3 separate regions of the Mus musculus genome follow, and all the other regions are linked to region 3. A link is a contact called in public Hi-C data. All regions are on one chromosome and are shown on one strand. The core of a region is the stretch at or near the end of the contact, and the rest is flanking DNA. Distances in the headings are between cores, read along the strand shown.

The links. A called contact is a pair of places that touch in the nucleus more often than the background predicts.
Region 1: a contact with region 3 is called in a Hi-C map of liver, with 5 times the contacts expected there. The contact joins two enhancer-like sites. A contact is called at or near these places in 1 of 15 datasets of contacts at CTCF or cohesin (liver), 6 of 484 Hi-C or Micro-C datasets (erythroblasts and liver), 6 of 115 datasets of contacts at active chromatin or transcription factors (the HPC-7 cell line, bone marrow-derived macrophages, embryonic stem cells and 2 more) and 1 of 9 other capture datasets (embryonic stem cells).
Region 2: a Hi-C map of liver shows a contact between it and region 3, with 8 times the contacts expected there. The contact joins two enhancer-like sites. A contact is called at or near these places in 2 of 484 Hi-C or Micro-C datasets (adipose-derived mesenchymal stem cells and liver), 2 of 115 datasets of contacts at active chromatin or transcription factors (double positive thymocytes and liver) and 1 of 9 other capture datasets (embryonic stem cells).

Annotation. Positions count from the first base shown.
Region 1 is chr8:35,405,060-35,407,759 of GRCm38.p6, forward strand. Gm45301 (a long non-coding RNA gene) reads right to left here. Exons shown (of 2, transcript XR_003947528.1): 2 at 1-2,700. Among named protein-coding and RNA genes, the nearest start is that of Gm45301, 3.1 kb to the right of the region's middle. Within about 2 kb of position 1,317, at least 12 of the 459 cell types and tissues checked have an H3K27ac peak or open chromatin away from gene starts, as enhancers often do. A contact at or near this core is called in hepatocytes and liver, where this site is marked.
Region 2 is chr8:35,348,562-35,351,261 of GRCm38.p6, forward strand. It overlaps Gm34705 (a long non-coding RNA gene), which reads right to left. Exons shown (of 5, transcript XR_378885.3): 5 at 28-476. Among named protein-coding and RNA genes, the nearest start is that of Gm34705, 18 kb to the right of the region's middle. Within about 2 kb of position 1,435, at least 40 of the 459 cell types and tissues checked have an H3K27ac peak or open chromatin away from gene starts, as enhancers often do. A contact at or near this core is called in liver, where this site is marked.
Region 3 is chr8:35,210,964-35,213,663 of GRCm38.p6, forward strand. No RefSeq gene overlaps it. Among named protein-coding and RNA genes, the nearest start is that of Gm34474, 6.3 kb to the right of the region's middle. Within about 2 kb of position 1,303, at least 36 of the 459 cell types and tissues checked have an H3K27ac peak or open chromatin away from gene starts, as enhancers often do. A contact at or near this core is called in hepatocytes and liver, where this site is marked.

The DNA.
Region 1 (2,700 bases), core at 67-2,566, 190 kb after region 3:
GGTCATGTGATCATGAATTGCCCCCTTAGTAGCAAGTAGCCCACAGGCAGAATCTGAAGGGCAACCTAGGAGGAGGAAAGCTCATGGGCGTTCTTTGTACCGTTGCATCGTTTTATAGATTTGAACTGTTCCAAAGCAAACTGTCCTCTCTGAGTGTTGACTGACTGATAACTGAAGACGTTTCTGGCCTGTGAAGACGGCACAAGCAATAGTCATGAATATGCCGGTGCTTCTCAGAGAGCCGCCTGCAGGTAGGTAACAGATCACAATGGTTACCGAAGGGTACCAGTTCTAGGAGTTCACATCATAGTGCATTTCAGGCTCCATGGCAAAAACACTGTCTTCCAGCAGTGGGGGTGCACACTTTAGTCCCAGCACTCTGAAGGCAGAGGCAGGTGGGTCTCTGAACTCAAACTCAGCTTGGTCTACAGAGCAAGTTCGAGGATAGTTGGGGCTACACAGAGAGACCCTGTCTGGAAAAACCAAAGCCATCGTGACTTGGCTGATAGATTTCACAGAGCCTGAATTCCTGTACAAAGGAAGTAGATTCTTGATTCACATTCTGGCCCAAGTTTGTCAACTCATCGGGCAGAGGAGTGCTGATTTAACAACTGACAAGGAAAGATGAATGAACCCGTCATAATAAAGGCTTCTAAACAGGAGCCTTCTCTCCAGGAAGGGTTGCAGCTAAAAGGTCATCACCATACACTCACTAAGGCATTTTGGATGGACAAGGTGGACTTGGTAGCCACATGATCTGGGGTGGACCAAACTCAGTCCAGTGACCTCATGGTCCTATTTTAGACTAGATAGCCTCCATCACTTGGCTCCTCTGCTGTCCTCAGGGGAAAAGAAGACTCGCCACTCTCCCTCAGATCATCACTGATTTGTCAGCAAATCAGCTCTGCTGACTGTTGGAAGAAAGAAAAAAAAAGTCACTATTCAAGAAACATGTTTAAGGGAATTAGTGAAGGGGAAACTTTCTGCACTGTTTTAAGGGAAATCTCCCTTGGGCCTAAAGAGAGACGTTTCTTACAGATATCATGTTTAGCCCTCATGTGGAGCAAATGAGAAAACAAACATCTGCACTTGATTTTAAAAGTTCTTACTCATCGATTTCTTTCCCATAATTCTCTTCTTTGAAAAGAATCTCTGTTGGCATGCCCTCCTCGTGTGATTGCGGAGAGTTTCTGCAGTTTGCCTTTCGGGGTGACTCTATTTGCTTATTCCAAACTGATCTGCTGCTGTGGCCAAGAGTGCACACTACCAGGGTAAACAGAATCACATGCTTTTTACGTGCTGTGCATCAGAACGGCAGGGAGTTCAAGATTCACACAGCTCAAGGCTGCAGCTGCGCACTGGGTTAAACGGCCTTTTATACCATCCAGGTCCGCCAGAAGAACAGACAACATCTTCTATGTCAGCTCAGCAGCGTCAGCAATTGCTTTGGAAACCCCAACTTGACCCCCATCAATCAATTGTTCTTACTGCATCGGCTCTTCTGTAGTGTCTAGAGGTGACCACAAACATGAGGACACGTGCCCAAGGTTGGCAGTTTCTGCCGGCACTCTTTGTCCTGGATCCCTAGGAACTGTGTCATCTGATGGTCTGATCAAGATATGGACAGAGTCCTAGAAGGGGCACAGAGGTTCTGAGAGAAAAACCAGGTCATCTTGCTGCAAACGTAACTGTCAGTACAAGGAGGGGCCCCAGGATGGGATGACATTTGAGATGTCATTTCGACTCCAGAGGAAAACCATGATGCTTACTGATGTAGGTCCTTCATCATTTAGCCTCTGCCAACATCCACAGCCACATCCCCTGCCTCCCACTGATGTATAGTGTACATTCCAAATTGCTCACAGCCCACGCTATTCTTAGTGCTTCACTATAAGGTTATTCCTCATATAAGTCCTCTGCCTCACTGACTGAACGCTGAGCATCCAGCATGGAGCGGGTTGCTCAGACCAGGCTGTCAAGCTGAGCAGGTGAGACCTCCAGCCTGCTTCCTTCATGTGGACTACACAGTTCGCTTTTTGCCCATTCCTTAGGGCTGATCTTGACCTGTTTCCCATAGACAAAAGACCTGACGTGTCTCAGCAATAGTCTAAGCCTATGCCAGAGATCAGAATTTGAGCACAGAGATGAGTCTTTGCATCAGATTAACCAACAAGACAAGCGGAGCCTATACAAATCTCACCAGCAACAGAAGGAATTGCCTCATTCAGGCTAAAATACACTGGGGGTGTATGTGATGCCATCTATGCTAACAAAGCACCCATCAACATGATTCTTAGTTGCTATGGTTATAGTTTTTGTTGAGTTCATTTCTATAGATGAGCCATCATTAAGGTGACTTCATAATTTATCACCCAAACCAGTACAGTTGTGAAGGTCAGGGGATTAATAATAATAATAATAGTTACACCAATGTAGCAGGTATAAACAGAATGAGTTCCTAGAAAACTGGTGTGGACGCCCACTTTTTCCATCAGGCTTTTTGATAGCTCCGGCAAATACACTTCAGCAAGTGCTTGCCTGCTGGCATTTGTTAGTCTTGCTTTTCTCTGATTTCAAATTGAGGTCCTTGGTGTCCAATACTTTTTTCTTCTAGGTTAGCCACGATGTGGGATTTACAGTGACTGCTTAGAAATCTATGCTGGCTGACCTGTGATGAGATTTCTTTTTTCCAAATGAAGA
Region 2 (2,700 bases), core at 185-2,684, 140 kb after region 3:
TCAACATAGAGACACTGTATGTGTGTGTTGGAGTTGATGTTTTTAATATGTTTATTTTCAGTGCTGAAATCAAAGCCAGGGTCTCACACATTGTAAGCACATGCTATGTCTGAGCTGTCCCCAACATATGTATTACATTATAATAAAAAAAGAGCTCTCATAAACTGGGGTGGCTGGTGTTTTATTGGCGGTTTCATCTCCAGCAGTCTACTGGAAAGCAGTCTGAACCGAATCATCCATGAATCAGCAGAAGTCTCCTGGACTCCCCGCCAGCGTGCAGAGCCCGGGGAAAGCTGGAAGCTCGGTTAGCAGCAGAGCTGTCCTTGCATCACGCTGCTGTGCCTCTGTGTCGTGCCTTGCATCACGATGCTGTGCCTCCATGTCGTGCCTCTTCCTCTGGATGTTGGCATGAGCTTAGTGCAGAGACTGAAATCGGGAGAGTTCACCATGATGCAATTTAAAATGGAAATTCGCTCCTGAAAAATGAATATTAATTTGCCTAAAATTAATTTTAAACTGAATTTAGTTTAGCTTTAGTATTCAAAAGGGAATTCACTTGTTTGCCCCTAAAACTCCCAGGGAACTGAATCATCAGTGTTTGGATGCAAAATGGATATTTTTTTTAAAAATTCAGAAATTTTTGTTATTATTAGGCAGCTATACAACAGGAAAAATGCATTTTTTATTTCAACCAGATGGGGCCATATCAACTTAGGCCAAATCAATAACATAAAAATTGTGATTTAATTGTGTCCTCCCTGGAGTTCCTTGCCTGGAATGGGTATCTAAGGCCTGGTAAACTTGGGGAGTTATGTTAAACAGTGTAGCTTGGAAGAGAGCAACCATCTGTTCTGGGGTGTGTGTGTGTGGTGAGGGGGGAGACATGCTGACAGGCTTATTAAATTTGCCTTGTCTTGCTCAGGAGGCCAGCTGAGGTTCCCACTCTGGAGAGGCAGAGCCACTACAGGGTTCAGTGATCAATTCTCTGCCTGCCCACCTTCTCTCTCCTACTTTTCCTTCCTCTGCATCCTGGTTTTCTCCACTTCCACCTAAAGTGGAGGCTGAAGACTGCAATAATGACAGATGCAAATTCTATGTAAAGAATGGGGCTTGGGAGCCAGGGGCCTAGCAGCCTTAAAGGCCTAGCCTTTAATCCCAACACTTGGGAGGCAGAGGCAGGCGGATTTCCAAGTTTGAGGCCAGCCTGGTCTACAGAGTGAGTTCCAGGACAGCCAAGGCTACACAGAGAAACCCTGTCTCGAAAAAAAAAAAACAAAAAAAAAAAACAAAAACCAAACCAAACAAACAAACAAACAAAAAAGAACGGGGCGTGGTCACCGGTCTCTAACTTGAGCAGTTGGGAGGCACAGGCAGGTAGATCTCAGTGAGTCAGAGGCCAGTCTGATCTACAGAGTGAAAACAAAACAATTTCACAATAAAACAAACAAAACCCAGAACCAGTTAACAACCACACAGTTTGCAACAGCTCTAGGGTAACTCTTTGGACATGGTGGAGTCTTGCTTGCTTCACAATTCACAAATTAGTGCAGACACAAGAGTATCTTGGGTTCACACGTGAAACAAGCAATTCACAAGTGGCCAAGGCCATAGAGCTGTTTGTGGCAGCTTCAACATGGTGCGCAAAAATTTCCCTTCCCTTCTCAGCAGCCAGTGGGCCAACATTATCTTTGAGAGACTCTGGAAAATCTCATGTCTTCGTGGTTCAGTAGATACTCCTGTATCTCACAGCGAGTCCAGGTGGTCTTTTCCAGCCTCTGGGGGCGTCTATCAGAGAGCTGCAGAAATCTCTGGGTTTGAATGTTCATTTGGCATGCTGGTAACTCATGGTAGGACAAAGCTTTGAGACCAAGGATGTGGCAGATGCTGTTTTCTAACATTCTTGTGGTATTTCTGGAGCCTGGTATTGTGACCCTCTCCATTAAGGGATAGAGTCCCTCTCTCTCTCTCTACCTGGGTCAGTCTCCATGGCAACCAGGTCTGATGGAGTGCTACAGAATCAACACTGCATGGTTGGGGTGTGAGCACAGAACAGGAAATATGTTTCTCTCTCTCTCTCTCTCTCTCTCTCTCTCTCTCTCTCTCTCTCTCTCTCTCTCCCCCTCTCTCCCCCCCCTCTCCTTGAGCCTCTGAGTCGATGAGCTGCCATATAAGAAGTCAGATATTTAGGGTACTCTGATGATAAAGAGATGTAGAGAAAATAAACACTAAGATGTCTCTTCCACCCCACCTGTCAGGTGTCCCTATTTAGGGTGCCAGACCTCTGAGTGGGTCGGGCTTCAGCTGATTCCAGTCCCAGCTGCTGGCACTGATTTCCATAAGGAATGTGTTAGTAAGTGCTGGGCAAGAATTAGACCCTATCTAGCTCTGGGAGAAGGGCGGGCTTCAGAGTTACAGATGTTGCCCCCCCAGGAAGTGCAACGGGGGTGAGGTCTTAAAAGATAAACAACAGGCCACTGGAGACTATCTGTAGAGAAGGGTCAGCATAGGAGGTGACAGGAGTCCCTGCTCAAGTCAGGGAGTTCCTAGGGCTGGAAATGAAAAACTTCATTTGCAAAGTCAAGGAAGGACAAGTGGCAAAGGACACAGGCAGGGTCTAGCTGCCCTTTAGATGGCTGCAACTGTCATGGGAAGAGCAGAAGGGGGAGATGGGAAGATCAGCAGCAAGGTGGGGATAACGAA
Region 3 (2,700 bases), core at 53-2,552:
CCTTGCTTTCGATGCTTTCTTGACTTTCTCTGCTTCCTGGCCACCACTGGGTGGTGCTTCCCTTCACCGTGGGCACTGGTAACCACGGGCTGCAACCTCTGAAGATGTGAGCCCAAAGGGCCGACTTACTCCTTGTCAGTTGTTTCTTTCTGGTATTTGCCACAGAGATGAAAACTTACCCCTGTGATACATGAATGGAGGTTCAAATAATTTCACAAGTGTGGGCCAAAAGTCAGAAACTCTCCAGAGCACATACTTGTATGGTTATATGTGCTCCAGAACACATACATGTATGGTTATATGTGTTTCATGTTATTTTCTTACATTTAGAGGTTTTTTTCCTTCAACTGTTCACCCTAACTTTGGCTTTCACCTGTAGCTTGCCTATAGCAAGGCTTGGGAGACTATGGCCTGTGTGTCAAGCCCTGACCATGGATTTCTGTGCCACCCATGAGGTTGACAATAACTGTCAAGGTTTCCAAGGAATATACAATAAAAAAACAACACACAAAAAAGAACAGTCCACAGAGTTCTGACTGTAGTTCCCAAACTCTACAGTATCCACTACTTGTCCCTTTGCATAAACGATTGCTTGCCAACTTCTTCCCTGGGGATGTCCTCCTGCCTTTGGGCTATTGGCTCATCTTACTGGTACAGCCACCCTGGGAGATGGGGCACTGGTTATCGTGCCCATAGTCAAAGTGAGGCAATAGAAGACCAGAACAGTTATATAACTACTCCAAGGTCATGTTCATGCTGGTGAGGTTGGGAATGGGTCAGGGACTCAGAGTCGGGTCCCTTATCAGGAGGTGGCAGAGGGAGTGACTGACCAAAGTGACTGACCCAGCTCTTTTGTACGGGACAAAAGAGGTTGAACCCCATCCAAACTGATTGAAGGGCATTGGGTCTATCCACCCTTACTTAGCAGGCAGCTCATTGGGGGTGGGTGGGAAATATCATGAAGAATATTTGGAAACACTAGAAATGTTTAACTAGCCTTATTATAGACTTGGGCAAGCTGGGCAACAAAAGTTCACATTGCCCAGTAGACACTGTGTCTCAACTCCCCGAGAGTGACCCTCCCCACAGGGTGGCCTGGAAGGCCGTGAGGCTGGCTTCTACCAAGTGGCCTTCATGGCTCTTCCTTTCTCTGCTCTCTCACCCCGTCCCTTCTCCTCCACACAGGAGTGCTATGCAAACATCAGCTGGAGTGAATGAATGCTCACATTATCCACTGCCTCCAGCCTGTCAGCAGCTTCCCCACGGCAGCCCCCAAGCAGCCAGTGTGGAGCGCTCTGTCCCCAACATAAACAGCTGGCCAGGCTGAGCAGTGGCTTGTTTTCCTTACCAACCCAGGCAAGGTCTGACAGATACAGGGACTCCACCCGCCTCCTCCTGCTTGCTGTCCCCAGGGCTGAACAGGGGCTTTGTACCAGTTAATGCAAACCAGCTCCTGCTTATTAATGTCCTTGAATGCTACTCAGTGGAGTCCTGAAATCAAGATGTGTACAGGGTGGGTTCTGAGTCACTTTTAAGAAGGAAGAACTGGAGATTCCAAGACTAGGCTGCCTGTCTGCCAGAGAGCATTTAAGATGCCCTAATGCAAAATCAGGACTCTGAACAAGGTGACTGTAGACTCTTCAAAGAACCTAGAGTTCTAAGTCCCCGAATCCCTTCCTTACAGGCTTGCTTCGAAGAGACGGATTCTTATTCTTGGAGACAGGTCCTTCTAGCAAACAGAGATAGTCAACTGAGCCCTTCTTAGGCACAGACATGGCTGTAGGGAGGAACAAAAGATTGGTGAAGAGGAGGAGCCCAGGTGAGAGCCAGTCTCCAAATGAAGATTGTCTGCTGAGCCAGGAAGAACCCAGAGTCCTTTGAGCATCTGCCAGTGAGCTCAGAGGGAGCCCAACAATGTGGAGCACACAAGTGCTTCCAGCAGCAGCTCTCCATTGTTCCTCAGATTTGCAAATTTCACAGTCAATTAAAGAACTGTATGGTTCCTTCCCTTTTCCCTCCTTCCTAGCCTCCCTCTTTCCTCCTTTCTTCCCTCCCTTCTTCCCTTATTTTTCCTTTAGAAAAGTCTTTGTGTAACCCAAGTTGACCTCAAGCTCATTGCATAGGCAAAAATCTCCTTGAACTTCTGAAGGAGTTAGTGTCTCCATCCCGAGTGCTGGGGATACAGGCATGTGCCGCCTACCCAGTTTATGTGGTTTGGAGATGAAACTCAGGGCTCCCTGCATGGTAGACAAACATACTACTCATGGACCTTCATGGCCAGCCTTTTCTCCATGCCTTCCTGTCTCCACTTCTGTGGCCTTGTTGCTCTTCCCTGACCCAGGAGCCCTTTTGCATATCCCTGTTCACAGTCTACAGGCCATATCTGAAGCTCTTTAGCTCTCTTCTTAAGATGTGTCCCTGACTTGTGCTTTTTGTAGCCCCTCTCTTCTTTGAAGTCCAATATTTCTGGAGACTAGTCTTCCTCCTATGGAGGACTCTGGGATTCTGAGCCACTGTCTAATTCACTGGCAGCCACCAAGCAGTGTCTCAGCCTCTAGATTGCATGCCACTAGTAGGGACCACTTTAGTATTAAGAAAAATATTGAAAAAGCTAGGAAAAGGACAGCTAGGGGACAGAGCCACTCGAAATTGAAGAGATCTTTTTTCAGGCCAGTCCCCACTGTCCCCATTAAAGTTATT